2 separate regions of the Mus musculus genome follow, and region 2 is linked to region 1. A link is a contact called in public HiChIP or PLAC-seq data. All regions are on one chromosome and are shown on one strand. Each heading gives the region's core, a stretch centred on a gene start, on an enhancer-like site or on the middle of the called end of the contact. The rest is flanking DNA. Distances are from core to core; before and after follow the strand shown. Region 1 overlaps Gm36235 (a long non-coding RNA gene). Region 2 has its middle 130 kb from the start of Gm36372.

Region 1 (3,110 bases), core at 182-2,681:
TGTGCCTTGGCATGTAGATGCCACCCATCCCTCCCCTGGTGACTACTTCCACATAAGGTATCTGGTTTGAGGTTCACCAATAATAATTCTCCAGGGCCACTAGTCTTAAGTCAGTGGGTCCCAGAGTTGTCAAAAGAACTATCAATAGTCCAAGGAAAAGAAAACAGATGACAGGGCTTGGAAATATTTTAACTGTCCTCTGTAAATGGTGGTTTCACATATGCAGGGGCAAATATAGCATGGCAGCCATGGTTTGCTTTATATCAAAAACTTTCTTTGGTTTTGTAGGGCTTGGGATTCTCTTTTCAAACTTGTTCTGCTCTGGAAATGCCACTCCTCTTGTTTGGCCATGATGTGCTTTCCTCCTCTCCTTCCTGTTAGGTATTGCATTAAGACAAAAGGAATTTAATGCCCAATTCTCCATCTCTAGCTCTGTGACTGACTTTAGGGGAAGCTCAGCCTGGGCAGGTACTACATCTCCACCCCAACGGAAAGAATCAGCCTCAAGACCTTTCTATCCAATCACGATGTTCTTCCCAAGGACAGGAGTCCTGCATGGCTGTCTATGCAGTAATGAAGAACAAGAGCCAAGGCTCATGTATTGGGGAAGTCACAGACTTTGTGGCTGGAGACCCAGAATGGTATCCAGGGGAATTGGGAAGGTTCCTTTAACTATCTAAAGAACACATTCCTCATTTTCAAAATTAAAGCAATGGAGCCTTCTCAGGATGTTGCTTTGAAAAATGTATAGAATATCTTGTTAACCCCTGGACCACAGAAGAATTCAATACATACTAGTTAGCATTTTTATAGACAGAGCTCATGTGGCATACAGCAGAGTCATCACACAGCACCTATCCGATCTCTAAAAGGATAGATGCATTTAAACCCTATTCAAATTCAACAAGTTTACTTACAATTTCTTTTAACTTCAGCAAACAATGAAGCTGTTATTATTTCTATGTTAGATGTGAGAGAATGAGGGTTAAATGGTATAATTGAAACAATTATTTTCTGGATAATGTATTGGGTATCTTTGACCATTAAGGAGAGTATATAATTACGTTCTTACAGTGTTACTAGAAGGCAACACTGAAGTTGAAAACAATATGGTGTCCTACACCTTCAGTGTCTGTGAAGCTTCAAGACTATTATACTTCCTGGCAGTATGTTCCAGAAGGTATGTTCTGTCCTGTCCATGTAGCATATAGTGTCCTGATGCTGTATTATGAGTCTTTTTAACAACTCAACAACCCATTTCACAGGGAAAGGGAGTGAGGTCCAGAGTCAGAGTACTACTTCAGTCCCACAAGGCTGGTGAGCTTCAATCAAGATCCAATCCCAGACCAGGGTGTCTGCAGTGCTCTGTTGTTCTCCACAACATCACACCACCTCCCACGGTTTCCAGAAATAGAATTAGTAAGCTCAGCATGACTCATGGTCTTCCTCGCCACAAAGTCATCTCAAAAATCTTTGGCTTGGAAACAACTTTGAAGGGTAACACGTCAAGCAAGGATCCTCCCTCCGCTATAGTGAGAGAATTTCTCTTGTGACATCCATCAAGAAACCAGAGGGCACTGGGACACATGCAGGCACACAGAGTTGAATTCATAGAGGGACGCTCACCAAGGTGGGAATGGCATTTAAGTCTACTGATTCGGACCTCACTCGCCACACAGCTAATGGTGCTAAGGCCCAGAGACATTTGTTAGGTATCTTAGAAGTATGCTTTGAATAGCATAGACCCATGTTATTGAGAAGAATGTTCTAGGGCAGAGATGCCAGATCCCAGGGCTACAACTGAAGAACTGAAAAAAAAAATCACACCACCAAACCACAGGACATTCAGCCTCAAAGATTCATTGCTAAACCTCCAACTCACTGTGGCAAGATCTTTTCCTTCCACACTGCTCGCAAACAATTGAAAAGACATGCTCTCAAGTTGTTGCCTCTTTCCTTTCTGTCCAGTCTCCTTGACAAAATGGAACGATCAACTCCAAAGCCTGAATCAGTGAGAGAGCGAGCAATAATCTTAGCCTCTTTTTCATGTCTAACCCTGTAAAGGGGGTATTCTAGTTTTATTTCTGTCACTGTGATAATGTTCCCTGACTAAAAGCAACTTAGAGAAAGAAGAGTTTTATTTTAATTTACAATTTCAGGTTATGTTCAGTAATTTCAAAGTAATCATGGAAGCAGGCATATTAGTTGGCTGGCCCCACCACGTGTAGTCAAGAGCTTGCTTTTGTATGGTCAGCTGCTACTTTCTTTACTGTCACACAGTGCAGGGTCCAGCCTATGAAATGATGTCACCCACATCCAGAGTGGGTCTTTCTATATCAATTAGCAGCCAAGACCCCCTACAGATGTGCCTAGAGTCCAACCTGATCTATACAATTGCTCATGAAGACTGTCTCCCCAGATAATTCTAAGTTGTGTCAAGTTGACAATTAAAACTAACCAACATAGGAAACTTTGCCAGAATTAATCTCCTAGGAGGGCTGGGGGTGAATCATGTACTAAATTTGTCTGTATTACGGGCAAATTGCCACAAGGGGAAAGGTTTTCTATGCGAAGCTACTGGGAAGTGAGATTATTACTTACCTTTGACACAAAATCTCACTGTCCAGCCCAAGCTGGCCTTGAACTCATGACCCATCCTCCTTGATCTTCCAAGTGCTGAGATTCCAAGAGAGAATCAGTGTCCTGTTGACATATAGGGTCTTCACAGTTCATATCACATGTGATGGGTTGTAGAAACTAAGTGGAAAAAAAAATCTTCTATAGGATGTGTTTCCAAGACTGAGTGCACTCTCTTATTCACTCACTGTTCAGTTGTCTACCAGGGCTCTTGACCACAGCTGCCTTTGTCTGAGTAAAGAAAACTGGCTTCATTAAGCAAGCAGACTATGTGGGTGAATTCTTTATTTCTTCAATCTTGCCTCTGACTGTGGTATGGCCAACTGCTTGAGTTCCTGCTTTTCTCAGAAAAGATGGAAATGACCTGGAATTGTAAGTCAAATAAATCCTTTCCTCCTCTGTATTGTGTTGGGTGTTTTGTCACATGTGAATGAAAGGCACTATGTGAAGGGTTGCATGGTAGGTTTGAATGG
Region 2 (3,110 bases), core at 396-2,895, 350 kb before region 1:
TTCCAATCATGTGTGACTGTATCCTCGCTGGAGCTGCAATCTGAAATAAACCCCTATGCTGCCTAAGTCAGGATATTTTTTTTTTCACAGCAACAAAAAAGTAAAGAATATAGAGTCCATACTCTCATGCCTGGAGCCTGGTTGTTGCATTCCTGTTCTTAGTGAAGGGGAGATAATGAGTATTTTGGGATTGGTGGGTGGCTATGCTTAGAGTGGCTTGAACAGCCTCCCTTGGGAGGTAAGGTGTGAGACTGCGTATATTCCAGCTGGAAGGGATGGAAAAGACTCAGAGGGTTTTGTTTGCTGTTACCACACCTGCAGACAACAATTTAGGAGCAGCCTTCCCAGAAGCTCTGTGATGGTTTGTATATGCTCTGCCCAGGGAATGGCAGGATTAGAAGTTTTGGCCCTGTTGGAATAGGTGTGTCACTGTGGACTATAAGACTTTCATTCTAGTTGCCTGGAAGTCAATATTCTGCTAGTAGCCTCTAGATGAAGATGTAAAACTCTCAACTCCTCCTGTACCACACCTGCCTGGATGTTACCATGCTCCTTCCTTGATGATAATTGACTAAACTTCTAAACCTGTATGCCAGCCCCAATTGAATGTACTTTTTTTTTTTTTTGGTTTTTCAATACAGTGTTTCTCTGTGTAGCCCTGGCTATCCTGGAACTCACTCTGTAGACCAGGTTGGCCTCGAACTCAGAAATCCGTCTGCCTCTGTCTCCTAAGTGCTGGGATTAAAGGCCTGCGCCACCACTGCCCGGCTTAAATGTACTTTTTAAGAGTTGCTTTGGTCGTGGTGTCTGTTCACAGCAGTAAAAACCTAACTAACACAAGCTCCAATCAGCCTTTCAGATGGTTGCATATGTGTGAAGTCACAAGAGTCATAGCCAAACCCTTAAAGCAAAAGATATAGAGGTAGTAATACCCAGTTCTTGAATAACAAATCTCAACTACAGGAATTTTCAGTTCAAGGGATGGAGCTTGTGGCAGAAGCCCACTCTATTGATTCCAGAGTTCTTGGCTTCCTCCATATCATCCTAACATCAGAGGATGATGAGCCCTAGGCTGGATGTATACTACAGCTCTTTACTTTTATCCCCCTATCAAAATGCTGCCTTTGTACTATGTAGAAAGGGCCCTGAAATGCTGCATTTATTTTGAATTGGAATCATATCTATGAGGAAAAAATTTAGCTTTGGTAGTGGGGGTTCTCTGCCCCTTTTCTGGCACTGTGGCTGGATGTTGAAGACAGTCCCTGCTGGTGTTTCTTTCTGATCTTGCAAGAAGGGTCCTTCTAGGAGATGATATCATGGCTGGACAAAGGAATGGGGTTTTGGAAACCAGAGTAATAGTTCCCAGCAATCCAGGACATCTGAGGGGTCCAGCCCAGGGACCAGCATCTCATGGGAAATGGTGTCAAATGGCCTGAGTATTGTGTCTTAGAAACATCCCAAATCTTACAACATCAAGAAGAGAGGGTTGAACTGTGTTGTAAGCCACTTTGTTCTAAAACTTTCCCTCTTTGTATTTTCCTAACTTCTGTGAAAATAAAATAACTTTGACATGACAGTCAGTTGTGAAAATATAAGTCAATGAAATGGAATTTGTAAACGTTGAGTGAAGCAAATGTTTGGATTATCTTGTTTCAATTAAGATGCCATGCCTTAGCCTTCCAAGAAGGGGCCTTTGTTCTCCTCTGTGTTTGAATATATTATGCCCTCAGATTAGTTTTTAAAGAGGCAGAAAGTGGAAGGGATAGAGGAAGGGAGAAAACAAAGGCAGTGTGCACAAGAAGATCAATTCAGGGCAGTCAGTACAGGTTTGGAGTCAGAGGGGCAGGGATTTAAACTATGGTGCTGAATGTGCTAGCTGAGTGCTGTTGGTGCTTTCTTTCTTCCTTTGTTCCTTTCTCCTTTCTTTTCTTTTCTTTTCTTTTCTTTTCTTTTCTTTTCTTTTCTTTTCTTTTCTTTTCTTTTCTTTTCTTTTCCTTTCCTTTCCTTTCCTTTCCTTTCCTTTCCTTTCCTTTCCTTTCCTTTCCTTTCCTTTCCTTTCCTTTCCTTTCCTTTCCTTTCCCTTCCTTTCCTTCCTTCCTCCCTCCCTCCCTCCTTTCTCTCTCTCTCTCTCTCTCTCTCTCTCTCTCTCTCTCTCTCTCTCTCTTTCATTCAACTTCTTTGAAACTGTTTCCTTCTCACGTGAATTGATATATCCAGGCTTGTTATTTGGGGAGGGAGGGTTAAAGACCATAATGTAGATTTTGCCTGTTGCAGAAAGTTCCTCAGTAAATATTTACTAAATAAATTAAAGAATACTCTTTTCCCCCTACTCATTTATGTATTTATTCACTTTATATCCCAGTTTTGGCCTCCCTCCCCTTCCAGTCCCATGCTCACAAATTTCCTTCCCAATTACTCCCTTTCCCTTCTCAGAAAAAGGGAAGCCCCCTTGGGTATCCACCTGCTCTGGTATATCAAGTTGCAGCAGGACTATGTGCATCCTCTCCCACTAGTCAGTCCAGCTAGGGGAAGGGAATCTAATGGCAGGGAACAGAGTCAGAGACAATCCCTGCTCTAATTGCTAGGGAATCCATTATGAAGACCAAGATGCACATCTGCTACAAATGTGAGGGTGGTGGCTAGGTCCAGCCACATATGCTCTTTGCTTGGTGATTCAGTTTCTGTGAAGCCCCATAGGCCCAGGTTATTTGACTTTGTAGGTCTTCCTGTGGTGTCCTTGACTCCTCTGGCTCACTCAATCCTATCTCCCATTCCTCCACACTCCCTGAGCTCCACCTGATAGAGTCTCTGCATCTGTTTGCATCCACAGCTGGATGAAGCCTCTGGGGAGACAGTTATGCTAGACTCCTATCTGTAAGCATAGCAAAGTATCATTAATATTATCAGGGGTTAACTCTCTTCCATGGGATGGATCTCAAGTTGGGCCAGTCACTGGTTGGCTGTTCCCTCAATCTCTGCTCCATTTTTATCCTTACGCATCTTGCAGGCCGGGCACATTTTGAGTTGAAGGTTTTGTGGGTGGGTTGATGTTCACCTCCTTCAACTGAAAGTCCCACCTGGTTATAGGAGGTGGCCACGTTAGTCTCCAT

The links. HiChIP or PLAC-seq counts read pairs in DNA pulled down with a chosen protein or histone mark.
Region 2: a contact with region 1 is called in an H3K27ac HiChIP or PLAC-seq map of embryonic fibroblasts, with 3 times the contacts expected there. The contact joins two enhancer-like sites. A contact is called at or near these places in 3 of 115 datasets of contacts at active chromatin or transcription factors (the NIH/3T3 cell line, embryonic fibroblasts and embryonic stem cells).

What each region holds. Positions count from the first base shown.
Region 1 is chr12:16,005,207-16,008,316 of GRCm38.p6, reverse strand. Gm36235 (a long non-coding RNA gene) reads left to right here. Exons shown (of 8, transcript XR_872507.1): 2 at 1,075-1,180; 3 at 2,833-3,009. Among named protein-coding and RNA genes, the nearest start is that of Gm36235, 8.8 kb to the left of the region's middle. Within about 2 kb of position 1,431, at least 73 of the 459 cell types and tissues checked have an H3K27ac peak or open chromatin away from gene starts, as enhancers often do. A contact at or near this core is called in the NIH/3T3 cell line and embryonic fibroblasts, where this site is marked.
Region 2 is chr12:16,357,541-16,360,650 of GRCm38.p6, reverse strand. No RefSeq gene overlaps it. Among named protein-coding and RNA genes, the nearest start is that of Gm36372, 130 kb to the right of the region's middle. Within about 2 kb of position 1,645, at least 21 of the 459 cell types and tissues checked have an H3K27ac peak or open chromatin away from gene starts, as enhancers often do. A contact at or near this core is called in the NIH/3T3 cell line and embryonic fibroblasts, where this site is marked.